Regions from separate parts of the Mus musculus genome. Here all the other regions are linked to region 1. The links are chromatin contacts, called in public Hi-C maps. All regions are on one chromosome and are shown on one strand. The core of a region is the stretch at or near the end of the contact, and the rest is flanking DNA. Distances in the headings are between cores, read along the strand shown. Region 1 overlaps Prkcb (protein kinase C, beta). Region 2 overlaps Prkcb (protein kinase C, beta). Region 3 overlaps Prkcb (protein kinase C, beta).

What was found. A called contact is a pair of places that touch in the nucleus more often than the background predicts.
Region 2: a contact with region 1 is called in a Hi-C map of bone marrow-derived macrophages, with 35 read pairs. The contact joins two enhancer-like sites. A contact is called at or near these places in 1 of 15 datasets of contacts at CTCF or cohesin (large pre-B cells), 14 of 484 Hi-C or Micro-C datasets (B cells, the CH12 cell line, DN3 thymocytes and 7 more) and 4 of 115 datasets of contacts at active chromatin or transcription factors (T-cell acute lymphoblastic leukemia, acute myeloid leukemia, bone marrow-derived dendritic cells and 1 more).
Region 3: a contact with region 1 is called in a Hi-C map of bone marrow-derived macrophages, with 39 read pairs. The contact joins two enhancer-like sites. A contact is called at or near these places in 1 of 15 datasets of contacts at CTCF or cohesin (pro-B cells), 16 of 484 Hi-C or Micro-C datasets (B cells, the HL-1 cell line, bone marrow-derived macrophages and 9 more) and 5 of 115 datasets of contacts at active chromatin or transcription factors (T-cell acute lymphoblastic leukemia, bone marrow-derived dendritic cells, double positive thymocytes and 2 more).

Annotation. Positions count from the first base shown.
Region 1 is chr7:122,456,683-122,461,606 of GRCm38.p6, reverse strand. Prkcb (protein kinase C, beta) reads right to left here. Exons shown (of 17, transcript NM_008855.2): 4 at 4,281-4,392; 5 at 3,435-3,563. Among named protein-coding and RNA genes, the nearest start is that of Gm51497, 160 kb to the right of the region's middle. Within about 2 kb of position 2,181, at least 36 of the 459 cell types and tissues checked have an H3K27ac peak or open chromatin away from gene starts, as enhancers often do. A contact at or near this core is called in acute myeloid leukemia, bone marrow-derived dendritic cells, bone marrow-derived macrophages and 1 more, where this site is marked.
Region 2 is chr7:122,307,919-122,312,842 of GRCm38.p6, reverse strand. The region is part of intron 2 of Prkcb (protein kinase C, beta); the gene reads right to left. Among named protein-coding and RNA genes, the nearest start is that of Gm51497, 14 kb to the right of the region's middle. Within about 2 kb of position 2,437, at least 82 of the 459 cell types and tissues checked have an H3K27ac peak or open chromatin away from gene starts, as enhancers often do. A contact at or near this core is called in acute myeloid leukemia, bone marrow-derived dendritic cells, bone marrow-derived macrophages and 1 more, where this site is marked.
Region 3 is chr7:122,326,847-122,331,770 of GRCm38.p6, reverse strand. The region is part of intron 2 of Prkcb (protein kinase C, beta); the gene reads right to left. Among named protein-coding and RNA genes, the nearest start is that of Gm51497, 33 kb to the right of the region's middle. Within about 2 kb of position 2,395, at least 29 of the 459 cell types and tissues checked have an H3K27ac peak or open chromatin away from gene starts, as enhancers often do. A contact at or near this core is called in bone marrow-derived macrophages, where this site is marked.

The DNA of each region.
Region 1 (4,924 bases), core at 932-3,431:
TGGATGAGATATTAAAGATTGTGTGTGTAATCAACTTTCTTATAACAATAATACTGTGAGATAGAATCTCTGCTGATTCTAACCTCAGAAGGTACCTGGAGGTCTCAGGTCTAACAGGATCTTTTATTGTATTCTGATTCCACAAATGTGCAGTGATGCCAAACTTACCAGGGGTTGGGAGGCACAGGTCATGAACCAAAAAGACCCACTCTGCCCCTGTGGGACTAATTAATGTCTGTGGAAAGGCAAACCCAAAACTGTAACCATCCAAGTTCAAGTTCACTATACTCTGTGTGACTAAGGCATGGGGAGGTGAAGGCTGAGAATCTAGTGAGTTCTGCAAAGGAGTTAAGCTCCAGCAGAAAACATGGCAAAGATGAGCTTGCACAGGGCCACCTTCTAGAGAATTCCTGGAGAGAGTATGGATGGATAGTGGCCCTACTGTGTCTGATCTAAGTGACCTGAGGATGTGAGGAACCCCACTGATGGGTTCAGAAGAATTGGCCATTCTGATCATGGCCTACAAGAGCCACGGGAGTGAAGAGACAACTTGGGTTTCAGCAGTGGGGAAGATAGACGCCCTTCTGCCCAGGGAAGGGCTGGATTTATGCACAGCATATGAGACCCAGGTCTGACAACGGTGTCCCAGGCTGGTGGCCAGTAGAAAGTTCTAACCCCACAAGTGCGTCTAGGGTTTGTGTGAGGTAAAACACAAGGCCACTTCTGGTGCAGAACTTCTGAGAAGGCCCCAGGCAACCTTTAAGTCTCTTATTAGAATCAATAAATAAGGTTATGCTAAGCACAGCCTATGCCTGAATTGTGAAGGAGTTATTAGCAAGGTGTAGTGACACGGTGGCCCAGATGGGAATCTCTGCTCTGTCTCTGATCTTGGTTAAGCTTTGCCAAGTCTTAGTCTCTCTTGGCCTGTGAAGGCAACAGCATTAGTCCATTGAGCAATCTCACAGACACTACTAAAATGCTTGCAGCTTTATAATTAAAGTTTGCGGGACCCTAAGGATGGAAAATTCTATTCTGAACTTTAAGGGGGCCTCAACTTTTCTACCTTCCATTATTGAGTTGAATTGTGACCCCCCCCCCAAATCCTAAGTTCAAACCTGCATCCTGCCACCTGTGACCATGACCTTATATGGACATAAAGTCCTTATGGTTGTGCTCAAGTGAGGATCAGGTCATAGTAGGTTAAGGTGGGCCACAATCCAATGGTTGGCATCCTAATTTAGCAGACGTACAGCAAAGAACACATACACATTAGAGTCACAGAACCCCAAAGACTGTCAGCAACCAGCAGAAGTATAGATCAGAGTCCCTTGGAGCCCAGCACAGGGAATAACACTACTGACCTAGACCTTCAGGACTCTGCAAGAATCAAAGTCCATGGTACTTTGTTGCTATAGCAACAGATATCACAGATGTGTCCCAGGACAGCCTGAGAGACATTAGTACAATTATGCAGAATACCTGACCTTGAGCTCAAAAGACTCCTGTGCCCTCAAATCATCAAAGACTCCGAGTGGATTCCCCTAAGAGCTACTGCTGCTAAACTAGAAAAGGAAATAAATGGGAAACTAAGCAACGAGACGAAGCTAAGCTAAAACAGTAACTTGGTGTGTATAGGAGAGTGCTTTCAAGTCAGTTGGACCTAGCTGGGGAACTGAGCACCTGATGAACCTGTTTCAGGATGGGTACCAGGATAATGCTCACTTCCCTAGATCACATTCCTAAAATGAACTTATCAGGCAAGATGGTCCTGTGGCTCTAAATACACTCTGTAAATGTGACTGCCCATGGCAACCGTTTTCAACCACTAGGTGGCAGCAGAGCCTCAGTTTTTGTCCCTCAGGCACTGAAGGCTCAAGTCAATGGTGAGGGATAGGGCAGGCTTTCCTTGAACTTGTTACCCTAAGATTCTCTGTTGTCCCACTCCTACCCCACAAGCACCTCTCTGGGAGACAGCTGCCTCCTCCCTTGGCCTGTCCTTGAAGGAAAAGCCTCTTGATGAAGCCATCTTCTCTAAGAACTCACCAGGTTTCTGAAACGGCCCTTTCAAAAAGGAGTTATAGTTTTTAACTTTTATATGGTTTAAGCAAACTCTGACCACATTAGGGCTCAGCAGGTCAGTGCTACTAAACCCTTCTGGGGCCTCAGAAATTGGCCAACTTAACAAAACCGACTCCTTCCGTGATGAAATGGTGAGGCCTTGTATATACAAATTAGTTACGTAAGTCTACAGAGTTTGTGTCGCAAGCCTGGAAGAAACGGTTCCTTCAAATCCCCACACCATTGTGTCTAGTTTTTTTGTACTGGTTTTGCCGTGAGGAACGGGTAAGTCTCTGCCAGTCCAGCACAGGTGAATTCCTATTCTCTGAGTATCACAGATGCTCACCACAGAAAAGCAGATAGGCCCTTCTTTCTGCCCTTTGTGTGTCTCCTCTCCTAGGCAAATTGCTGTGTTTTCTCAGTTCAGACACAAAACAAGTATGCAGAATATTATAGTGATTGGCATAGCTCCCAACAGGTTAAAATAAATTTTGGAGGCCCCGGATAGTTCTCTGGCCTGCATACCCCCTCCCTCCCTCTTTAAGACATAAATTCTTCCAAATTTGGTGTTGGTCATCAAGACTCTATGTTCCCATTGGAAAAGTCTGGGGAGGAAGCAAGGATGCCTTCTCTGTTATCTGAAAAAGGGCACAGGCACTTCACGTTCCAGGAGACGCGGAGAGAACAGATAGGAGGCAGGAAGAAGATTCTGTGAAATTATAAGTCCTTTCAGTATCCTCAATACAAGGAAACCATAGGTGTCTGAGCAGTGCAGACATATGTGAAAATTATCTTGATTTGGTCATTATGATTTGCACATGTGTCAAAATATACCACGTCCACAAATGTATACTATTACTGTATTTTAATTACACATTCTTTGTTGCTGCTATTGTTGTTGTTGTTTTAAAGAAGGGCGAATGGAGGGCTCAGGTGGCCCAGAGATACATGAAGGTTACCTTGACTTGATGGTCACATATTGTACATGTGTCAGATATACTGTGGCCACAAATAAATACAATTATTATAATTTCAATTTCACATTTTGTTTTTAGAATGAAGCCTGGAAGGCTCAGCTGCCCTTTAGGCAGCTGAAGCCACCTCAAAGTGCTGAGAAGGTGGCTTTGAGGTTCCACAGTCTGAGGACTTCACTGTGGAGAAGGGCCACACTGGAGGCAGGAGCAAAGCAGCCACATTATGCACATTATGCCCCTCCGTGCACCTGTGACCTGCCTGGGCACTATCCCCACCCCCACCCACCCACCTCCCACCCCCTCACCCCTTCCCACCCCACCCCCACCCCCTCACATGTTCACGGAACTCTGGAACCCTGAAGCTCGGGCACCTCCCGATGCAGGAGCCTCGGGGCCACCTACCAACAACAATGAGAACCTCTCTGTCGATGTGGGCCTGGATATAGATGCGGCCGCGGCGTTCCGTGTGGTCAGTGCCGCAGAGGCTGGGGACGTTCATCACGCAGCGCTTGTGCACGTTCATCATACAGGCTGTGAGGGCAGAGAGAGGGAAGGGAGGAATGGCTCAGGCTGGTTCAGGTTGGCCCACGCTGGGGGCTCCAGGCATCAGCTGTACCTAGACCCACCGGTGCCTTCCTGTTCCCTGACCTTAGTGACACCCACCTAGCAGAGAACAAGTTACATCCTATCAGAAGGACTTCTCCAAATCTTTCTCCCAACCCTGATGCATGAAGGAAGGATGGGGGTCATTCTCCTTGAAGGCTAAGTTATAGCCTGAAGCAGTACCTCTATATTTCTATACTCCTGTGGTTCTGAAGTGCCAACTCAAATGCCCAGTGCACCATCCTGCAAGTGAGGGAAGATGTGGAGGTGGTCCCGTGGAGGACAAGGCCACACCCACCCAAGTAGACCCTATAGGAATGTTTACACGATGTTGTCAAACTGCCCCATGTTTAATGTCATCAAGAACACACTTACGTAAGATATCTCCTAGTTTAAAGTAGTGACATTAATAGCTTGAGTTCCCCAGAGAGCGGACACAACAGGGAGGTGGTGTATAGGAAGTGTTCTGCACGGGGATGAGCTGGCCCACCTTGTTATGGGGAGAAGACCTCAATACAGGACATCGGGTAACAACAGTACCTTTCCTACCCAGGGGTCAGGGGACACAGTGCAGACGTGGACCCTAAGCCATTAGGATAGAAGCCTCTCTTGTGGCACATGCCCCCCAGGACGTCAAGGACTTACTGTCGCATTTCATCCCCTGGTGAATAAGTCCATACAGCAGCGATCCACAGTGGTCACAGAAGGTAGGACTGGAGTACGTGTGGATCTTAAACTTGTGTTTGCTCCGGGGGTCCTGAGACCAAGAGAAACAGACAGAAGAGGCCACCGTTAGTGAGGAGAGCAGAGGACTGTGCCTGCATTGAATGGACAACTCATGAAGGACTGAACCGGGTCCTGCCATGCCCGTCAGGACCATCGCTGGAGCACCATGCACGGACTCGATACTAGACAAGTGGGGTCAGAGGGGTGGGTACGTAAGACAGATGACTGGTCAAACTCCATGTCCAGAAGGCATTCACAGGGCCAACCTGCAAATCCTAGCACTCAGCAGGCCCCCTGCTCCTAGCTCCACCCACCCCTTCCTTCTGCAAACAGTCTTCTAGAGTGATCTAAACCCAAGTCTAACCACAAAGTGTTCCCACTTACAGGTCATTTGACCCTCAGGGAACAACCTTCACAGAGGACAGTCTACAAGCCGTGGCCGAGAGGGCCGGGGTTCCACCCCTCCCTTTCACAGCAGAGCCCTTGAATTATAGCGGAGGCCATGCTCAATAGACACCAGAGTTCCTGGCTTCCTTTGTAGCTTGATGTGGCCATGGGTTCTG
Region 2 (4,924 bases), core at 1,188-3,687, 150 kb after region 1:
CTTTTAGCAATGAAGTTCAGTCCACCCTCCTGCTGGAGGGCGTGTCATCAATTACTTGAAAATGGGATGAATAATTAAACAGACCGCTCTCTAGAGAGCTGAGCGTCTGGCTCCCAGCGAAAGGCTAACAGTGACAGTCGCCCTGTGTTTTGGAGCAGCTTGCTATGTGGTTATGTCTCTTCAGGCTTTCAGAGTCAGCCCTTGACTGCACAAGGTAGAATGCCCCACTGAGCCTCTATTTTCTCATCTTGAAAGCGGGACCAACGCTTTGTGAACCTTCCCAAGCTAAGCCAACAGGAAGGGACTCTGTCCCTCCAGGCACCAGAGCTGGTGAAAATAAACCAGGACAAACACAAATAACCAACAAGGAGGGCTGGGGTACAGCCCAGTGGTAGAGCCCTTGCCTCTCAGATAACAAAACCTGCTGGGAGAACAAGAAGAAACTGCAGGGAGAGGCGGAGGCTCAGCTCATTGCCAGCCAAGGCAACTGCTCTCTAACATTAAATGCCTGGCACCCCCCCTACCGCCCTTTTCCTTTATATTGGCAGAACTATGAAAGTCTGATAATGTCAGAATCTTGGAAAGGCACGGGGACACGGGAGCGTGCACGTGCTGTTGGTGTGAGGGGACAGCGGCCCAACCACTATGAAGAACATTTGGCAAAAATCTATTAAAAGCTGAATCACGATAGCCCATGGCCAAATCATTTTCAGGAACTAGAAAAACACTTACATATGTGTGAGACATATGTGTAATTCTAGAACGGACCATAAATGTGCCTGCACCAAGTGGGGCCCTATGCTGGAGAGAGCCACTCTGAAGAACGCAACAGAGACAGTTTACCCACACGTGGCTTCTGGCAGTAGAGAGGGCATCAGAAGAGCCAGTAAAAGGGTCTTTCTTCTTAGCCATGGTGTGTAATTTATTTTAATTAGCTGATACTTTTGCATCTTTCACAAACTTTTTTTTTTAACTACAGCAAGACAACTCACCCATGGTTGGTCACAAAGTCCAGTTAACTCTAGTATCATGAATGAACGTGGCCATGATTACAGACCTGAGGCAGGTCCCACTCCCCCACTGACCCCATGAACCCCTAGGTGATTTCTCTCTCCTCCAAGAAAACTGTGTGCCACATTTGGCTTGAGGCTGTTCTAATGGCCTGGAGAGGTTAAGCCCTTTCCTGGTGGTGATAATTAACATTTTTAATGTAGGTGATTTACAGCCACTGACGTTAACTACGCTCTTACCCAGTTTCAGTAGGGGGTGAACAGAGGCAAAGGCCTTAGGGGTGGAGGAAGAGGGAGCTCCAGGCTCCAACATAAACCAGGGAACCAGGACTGAGGTTCTCAACTCAGAAAGAAAGGGGGAAGCGACGAAATATGATACAATGTTTAAAACATATGCCAGCATGACTAGACGGTTTCTTCTTTACTGGAAGCATAAACCACCCTTCCAGAACCTTTACTCGGCTCCTTCTAATCTCAAGGGCAGAATCCATATCCACATGTATAGAATCAGACCTACCTATGTCCACAGAGGGAGCAACTGACCACCGACGGCCACCAGATGAAGAAATACCCATGCCACCAAGAGCCCATTACTGAGCTGGGCTGGGTGTGGTGGAGCACACCTCCAGGAGGTGGAAGAGAAGGATGGGAGAATGGGAGGAGGTTCAAATCTAGCCTGAGCTATATAGCAAAACTACACACACACACACACACTCCAAAGGCTATTCTAAGCCATATGCTGTTTCTTACACTAAGAAATCTCAGAGACACAAGTCATAAGACATGCCCCATCCCCCTCCACTAGAGATGGAGGACTAGAGAGGACTCTGCCCTAATGTTTTCTATTCGCTCATTGTCACCAGAAATACAGGGTCTGCTCGTAGAGCCTTTTCTTCCCCCCCCCCCCAGCCCCCCTGAACTTCTCACGATCTACAGCGATGGCTTTGTGAGTTACCTTGGTGATTGCTTGTTCGTTTACTGTCTAGTCTCACCTGGAACGGAAGTTACGTAAGAGACCTGGACTTTACCTCACTTGCTCACTGAAGTGGCTCCAGGATCTGGCACACAGTAGGTGCTTTCCTAATGAGGCTCCATGAATATTTTATAACCTGGAAAATGAGAAGACCTCCCGAAATAGCACCAGAAACCTGACAGAGTGCCCGGCAGGAGGTGCAGCTTACTGACAGAGATGGCAGATGAGGAGAGGGGATGAGAAATGTCCACTCCTGCTCCCAGTGAGCAGACAAGCTTAAGATTTGACCAGGATTCTTTGCTGTGACTTTGTGGGCTCCTCGCAAGTTACAATTCCCATGCCTGTGGTCCTTCAGTGAGAAAGGACATTTTTACCCCATACTTGACCTTAGCTGTGACAATACTCTCTATTAGTAACTGGCTGATACAGAAATAAGTCCTGTAACTTCCTCTTTTATTTTAAAAAAGGTGGGGGTGGGAACTGAACTCTGAACTTCCTCCTGCTAACCACAGCTTACTACTGCCTTTTACTTTGGTGAAAACGCTGTCAGATAAATAATAACCAGTCTGGTTATTATTGGTCTAATTGGTGCTGACAGCAGGTCTCTGTGCACAATTTCTTTCTGGAATATTGCTCACTGCGAGCAACCTTTATTCAGTAAAGGAACCCGACCAGCAGTTCTCACTGGAAAGAAGTCCACCGTGAAGCCACCCACCTGGGCCGTGGGCTGCTACCATTCACGGAGGGGGCACTTCCCAAATGAGACTGAGCCCAATCGACCTTCAACTCTCAAGTGTGTGTCTGCTGTCAGAGACCCTGAGCAGAGGCCCCATTTACCAGCTTCGTGGCGTGGGGAACGACTTAACCACCTGGGTGTCAATTTCCCCAAGAAAGAGCTTGTTTCTTGTACGGTCAAGCAAGATTCAGCCAGATCCAGTCTCTCTGTGGAGAGCAAACATAAACTGTGGGCATTTTTTTTTAAGTCAAAGCAAATGAAAGCAGATTCTGATGGGCACATAGCAACTTGAAAGGAGGGAGTGACAGTTTTACAGTTTTTGCCCTTAAAACAGACTGCGTCGGCAGTTAAAGCTCCAAATTTAAAAGATAAAAATGAAACAACAACAACAAAAAAATCTAGGCAGAGGAGACGGCTCACTCAGTAAAGTGTGTAGCACCCAGGCTTGAGGACGGAGCTTGATCTCCACACTCACGTAAAAGCCAGGCTTGCGGGTGCGCAGCCCTGAGGAGGCAGGTCCTGGGCTCACTGGCCAGCCAACTTAGGCTACATGGAAAGGTCCAAGCCAGTGAGAGACTCTGTCTCTAAAAACAAAGTAGACATCACCTGAGAAATGAAACCTGACGTTATCCTCTGGCATCCACACACACACACACACACACACATTACATAATACACATACGTGAATGCACACACGCACCACACAAACACACATTTTTTTTTTTTAAGTTCTGGAGTGCATATCAAAAAGACAGATTCCAGGTCACCAAGAGCTGCTAGATAGTTACTAGGGAGCTAGTAGATAATTAATAGATAACTAAGAGATAGGTAATAATTACTTCAAAAGTACCACCAAAAGAAGAGCATTACAATTACAGTCTGTGTGCAATCCTGTCCAAGACTCTAATGAACTCAGGAACTGGGTGTGCATTAGGCAGCCTTGAAGAAGACAAGGATAAAACTCAGAACAGAGCTGGCATCTGAGCCGATGTTCACAGACGACAAACTAGCCAAGCCAATGACCTGATTTATTTAAAAACAACAAAATCCATAGTTCCCACAACATAATATTCACAATGTCCAGTGTACAGTCTTAAATTACTTGATGTATGAAAAACATCTAAGGAGGGATAACTCAACTCCAAGGGACAGTTAATCAAGCGAGACATGCGGAGAGGAAAAACCACTCCTATTATATTGTGGCAGCCATCCGAAATTTCAGGAGAGGTATTGCATTCAGCTGCAAGTGACAGAAATGACTTATCTTGAAATGACTCAAGCAGTAAGAAAGTTAATTGTCTAACAAACAAAATTTGAGAGTTTTTCTCCACCTTTTCCCACTTCTGCTCAGCAAGGCAACCCTGTCCCTCTGACAACAGACACTTGTCACAGCTCTATGCATAACGGAGGTACCACAAGTTCTTACAACAAATCCTTGACCCCACGTTCCCCTCTCCTTTGCACATCATTCTCTAACAATATGGTTCTTGTGTGTGTGTGTGTGTGTGTGTGTGTGTGTGTGTGTGTGTGTGTGTGTGTAGTAGTAGTAGTAGTAGGTAGGTGGTAGGTATGAGCTTTTGAAGGTCCAAGAAAGGAGACACCAGTGAGGAAGAAAAAATTTGGGAAGATCCTGAATCTCTGATGAGCCGTCCCTGACTACCTCCACTCTGAAAGGAACGACTTACCTCCTAATGCTTGTCAAAGTGTTCATTATTAACAGACAAAGAATCCTTAAATAAATGGAAAGTGCTTAAAGTATGGATGGATGGATGGATGGATGAATGGATGGATGGATGGATGTATTTATATGAGTGCTATATTTGCATGCATGCCAGCATGACAGAAGAGGGCGTCAGATCCCACCATAAATGGTTACAAACCATCATGTAGTTGCTGGGAATTGAACTCGAGACCTTTGGAACAGCAGTCAGTACTCTTAACTGCTGAGCCATCTCTCCAGCCCCATAAGTAAATTTAAAAAAAAAAAACACTAGAATTGGAGAACTAGTAACATTTTATATAAATAGAACACAAGCATGAAAAAGATAATGAAAGTGATAATTAAGTCTCCACCAGGAGTGTGGTGGCCCCTGACTCTGATGCCAACACTCAAGGGCAGGAGGAACGGGAATTCCAAGCTATTCTGAACTACATAGTGAGTCCTTGTCTCAAAAAAAGGGAGGGGGAGAAGAGAGGAAGAGGGAG
Region 3 (4,924 bases), core at 1,146-3,645, 130 kb after region 1:
CAAGGGCTCCCAGTAACAGGTACATCTTTATCACTGAGACCAAGGGACTCATGCCATTTATTAACAGGCATTTGTTTCAGCAAATGTCATGGTGAGATGTGGGATACAGCCGTCTCCCAATTTGTACACACTTCTGAGCTGTTGGTGAATACAGCTCTGGGAGGCCGTGGGCAGGGGGCTATGGGTTTTCACACATTACACTGGGAAGACTTCTGACTACATGAGAAGGTGGATTGTGGGCTGCCAGCCAAGCTAAACACTAACAAATTTCCTTCTGGCCCAAGCCTGCAAACTCTGCTTCTGCCTTCAGTAGAAGACCCCTCCCTGGGTCACTGTGATAGGTATCTTCTACCAATAGCCTCATGAAATGCTTAGCAACACAGCCCCTAGGAAACTAAGCATGGGATTTAGTGCTGAAATCACTAAAGCTGACTTTCTCTGTGGCTCTCTCTCTCTCTCTCTCTCTCTCTCTCTCTCTCTCTGTGTGTGTGTGTGTGTGTGTGTGTGTGTGTGTGTGTGTGTGCGTGTGCGTGTGTGTCTGTCTCTGTCTCTGTCTCTGTCTCTCTCTCTCTCTCTCTGAGTATCTGTCTGTCTGTCTGTCTCTCACCCCCATGTCTCCATACCTTTCACATTTTATTTTATGTGTATGGATATTTAGCCTCCACATCTCCATATCTTTGCATCACTTGTGTGCTCATGCCCATGAAGGCTAGAAGAAAGCATCAGATCTCCAGAAACTAGAATTATGGACAGCTGTGAGCCACCACATGGGTACTAAGAATTGAACCCAAGTCCTCTTGAAGAGCAGTCAGTGCTCTTAACCACTGAGCCATCTTTTCAGCCCCTGACTGAGTCTCTTCATTAAAAGCTCTTACTTTGTCTTTCTTTGTTGAACTAGAAAAGAAGAGGGTGTTGGATGTTTTTGGCACTGAAGTTACAGACATGACCCACATGCGGTATTGGGGATTGAACCCAGATCCTCTGGAAGGGCAGCCAGTACCCTTAAACACTGAACTATCTTTCCAGTCCACAGAGATTGTTTTAATAATCACAGCTGGATGTGGTGGTACACATGTGAACTTATAATACTTAGAAGACCATAACAGGAAGACCTCAAATTCAAGGTCACCCCAGGCTATATAGTATGACTGTGTCTCAAAAATCACCATCATAAACACAATGACCCCTGACAAAGCCTGACACCACCTTCAGGTTTGCTCAACATAGGGAAATGGGGTAGAGTCCCTTGGAAGATGCCCAGGAGGGACCCTGTCTCTTGTTTACATATTTTATTATTTCTAAAAATAATATTTATTAACATGCTCAGCAGGAAAGGAACTGGAGAACAGGGAACACATAATTCTATAAAGCATGCTCTGTTATTATTCCTCAACATCTTATTTACAGCTGAGGCAAGGAAAGGGTTATAAACTTAACTAAGACTACATACACCAGTGAGAGGTAGAGCTGGGGTTCACACCAAGGCAGGATTCATCTATACTCCTCATCATTATACTGTATTAAATGTGGTGGGGAAGAGGAAGGAAGGAAGGAAGGAAGGAAGGAAGGAAGGAAGGAAGGAAGGAAGGAAGGAAGGAAGGAAGGGTATATGGCCAGCCATCTTGCTCTTTTGGTAGAAGGGCTCACACTCTTACAGAGATCACATTCACCCCACCAGCCTTTGAGAGTCTCCAGAGCCCCTGGTACAGAAAAGCTGTCACAAGGTTCTGAGCACAAGGCCAGGGCCCTTCATCAGACATGAAGTATGGTCTCCAGTAAGACCCTCCCAGACACCGAATAATCTCAATTTCTCTCTCGCCAAAGAAGGGGTTCCCTTCTTGAGGTGGCAAAAAGTAACTCCATCTTGACAAAAACAATCAAACCCAAGCCAGCTCAGGGCAGCCCAGACAGGTTGTGGTAGAGAAAAATCAGACTATGGCTGGAAGAAGGCAGCCACGTGGTGGTTATGGCAAAAAACCAATGGTGTCTGAGTCAGAGGCAGCTGGCTTTGAGGGTTTCCTCTTCCTTGGCACTAGCTAATGCTTAAAGTGGGAAATGGTCACAAAGCTATTATCTGACTATCAACAGACTCAGCTTCCTGGATGAAGAGAACACAGAAAGGAAGCAAGGGAAGAGACCCTGAGTGATCAATCCCCGTGCAGCCCATACCCCAGCCTGGCCCTAATCTGGCTCACGGGAGCATGCCCACCAACTCCCCATCTCCCAGAAGACAACTACCTCCCAATTCACAGAGACACTGGAAGAGGGTTCACAGAACTGCCTTCAGCCAAGGCCAGGCTACACACTGCTTCATCAAGTACCCCCATGACCTCACACCTAGAAAAACCCACTCTGACACAGGACCTGTCCCAGAAGGCTAGCTCAACCCAGCAAAAGTATTAATTCATTAATAAGGACACACAACCTTCTTTAGCTATGCTTTGCCATGGTCAGGTTGGGACATGGAAACAGGAAGAGAAACAGCCTAAAGGGAAAAAGAAAAGAGAGTAGAGCAAGCCAGATGACTGTAGTCAAGTGTAGGAGCGAGAGATGTGCTCATGAGAAAGCTGGATCTTGGAATGAGAAGTGGAGCTTTAGACGAACACCCTGGGTCCTGTATGATTGCTGAGATTCGAGTCAAGTCTCAACAGAAAGAAATTCTTTCCCCTGGTGTCATATATCTGTATATTTCTCAGCACGAATTTCCATTAACTGCATATCCAATGCAGCTGTCTTCAGGAACTGTGGGCCAGAGGGGCTGCAGAGGGTACAAAGAAGACCATCTCCCAACTGCATAAGAAATCCAAAATGGGTTAAGTTAGTAGTAATGTTGATAATAATCAGTGAATTACATTCCTAAAGAAATAGGAGTCTGTCCTGCAGTGCCTGGGAGGCTGAGGCAAGACAATGGAGAATCTGAGACTAGGAGGCTACAAAGGAAGGGAGAGAACTCTGGAGGGAGGAACAGAAGAAGAGAAAGAAGAGGAAAATAATGAGAAAAGGTGAAGGAAACTTGGCATCGTTTGGTTACTGCCTGGCACACAGTAGGTCTACTGAAAGAATCACTTGTTGTTTTGTTTTTATTTTTATTATTGGCTCCGTGGAGTCACACTTCACGTGTTCTATATCACGTGATCTTCACAGTAAGTCCTGAAAGGTAGACATTCTCTTTGATTGGCTGCTTAAGTCTAGAGAGATTGAATGACTTATCCAAGGTCATCTATCAAGTGGATTTGAAATTCAAATCCAAGCCTGCCCAACCACGAAGGCCCCTGTACCTAATCCTTACTCCATTACAGACAGTCAGTTATTAATATTTGCTGGAGAAATAAATGGCACCATGGACAGAGGGCTTCTAAGATATCCCACAAGAACAAGAGACAGACAAGTGCCCAGGCTCCTCCAGATACAGCGGCTGCCCAGGAATCCTGCAAGGGAAAACCAAGAGAACTCTAGCTTTCTATACAATGAAGTATTAATGTTCACAAAGGGAAATTTTAAAAGAGCAACAGAGAGGAAGTCAAGGCTGATCTGCTTTAGAAACAAAACATGTAAATCTATGAAAATACTAGCTGAATATTCACATGCCCATGTTGTGGGGAATCCACAGGATTTCCCATGAGATTTGTTTATACAGAAATGACCTGAGTATGGGACATGAATGCTGTGTCTTGAGAATGGCCTAATATCTGAGTCAGATTATGGCTCAAATCCCTTCTGGAACCTTACGTCGGTGACTTACACAGTCTAGATCTCTCTCTTCTCGTCTGCAGCAGTTCTGCCAAAATGGTGGCTAGTAGCCATGTGTAGCTACTAAGTATGTGACATTTGGCTAGCTGGACTTGAGATGAACTGTAAATATGAAATAGACACACACTTTTGAATGTTTGGTGTTGGAAAATACCAAATCATTTACACTTGATCTTAGCCAAAAGGCCAAGAATCGATACCTAATCAATCATTTTAAAATGAGAACTCTAGAGAGGGCTCAGTGGTTTAAAAATGCTATTCTTTTTTGTTTGGTTAGTTTTTGGTTTTTTGGTTTGTTGGTTTGTTTTTTGAGACAGGGTTTCTCTGTGTAGCCCTGGCTGTCCCGGAACACACTCTGAAGACCAGGCTGGCCTTGAACTCAAAAATCCGCCTGCCTCTGCCTCCCAAGTGCTGGGATTAAAGGCACGCACCACAGCTAAAAAACGCTATTCTTGCAACTCACAACCCAGTGCCTGCTGTCTGTAGCGGTGCCCTCTTCTGCCTGCTGCAGACAGCAGGCACATACATGGTGTATGTATATCCATGTAGGCAAACACTGGAGGTAAGAACAGAAGAGATCAGGTAAGGGTAGGACAGGAGAGAGTACTGGGAGAGACAAATGGAATTCGGGGAGAGCATCTCTGGGACAAACTAGAAAACCTAAGGCAATGGAAACTCCCAGGACTCTATGAGCGTGACCCTAGCTAATTGGGGATATGGAGTCTGAACCAGCCATCTCTTGTAACCAGGCAAGACATCCAATGGAGGGACTGGGACACCAACCCAGCCACAAAACCTTTGACCTACAATTTGTCCTGTCTACAAGAGGTACATGGGTAAAGATGGAGCAAAAATTAAGGGAATGGCTAACAATAACTGGTCCAACTTGAGATCTATGCCAGGAGAGGAATCCCACCTCTGACACTGTTAATAATATTCTGTTATACTTGTAGGCAGAAGCTTAGCATAACTGTCATCAAAGAGACTTCATCCAGCAACTGATGGAAACAGATGCTGAAGTCCACAGACAAACATTAGGCAGAGCTTGGGGAAACCTTCAGAAGAGAGGAAGGAAGGATTGTAAGAGCCAGAGGGGTCAAGGACACCACAAGAAAACCCACAGAATCAACTAACCTGGGCCCTAAAGGGGCCCACAGAGACTGAACCACCAACC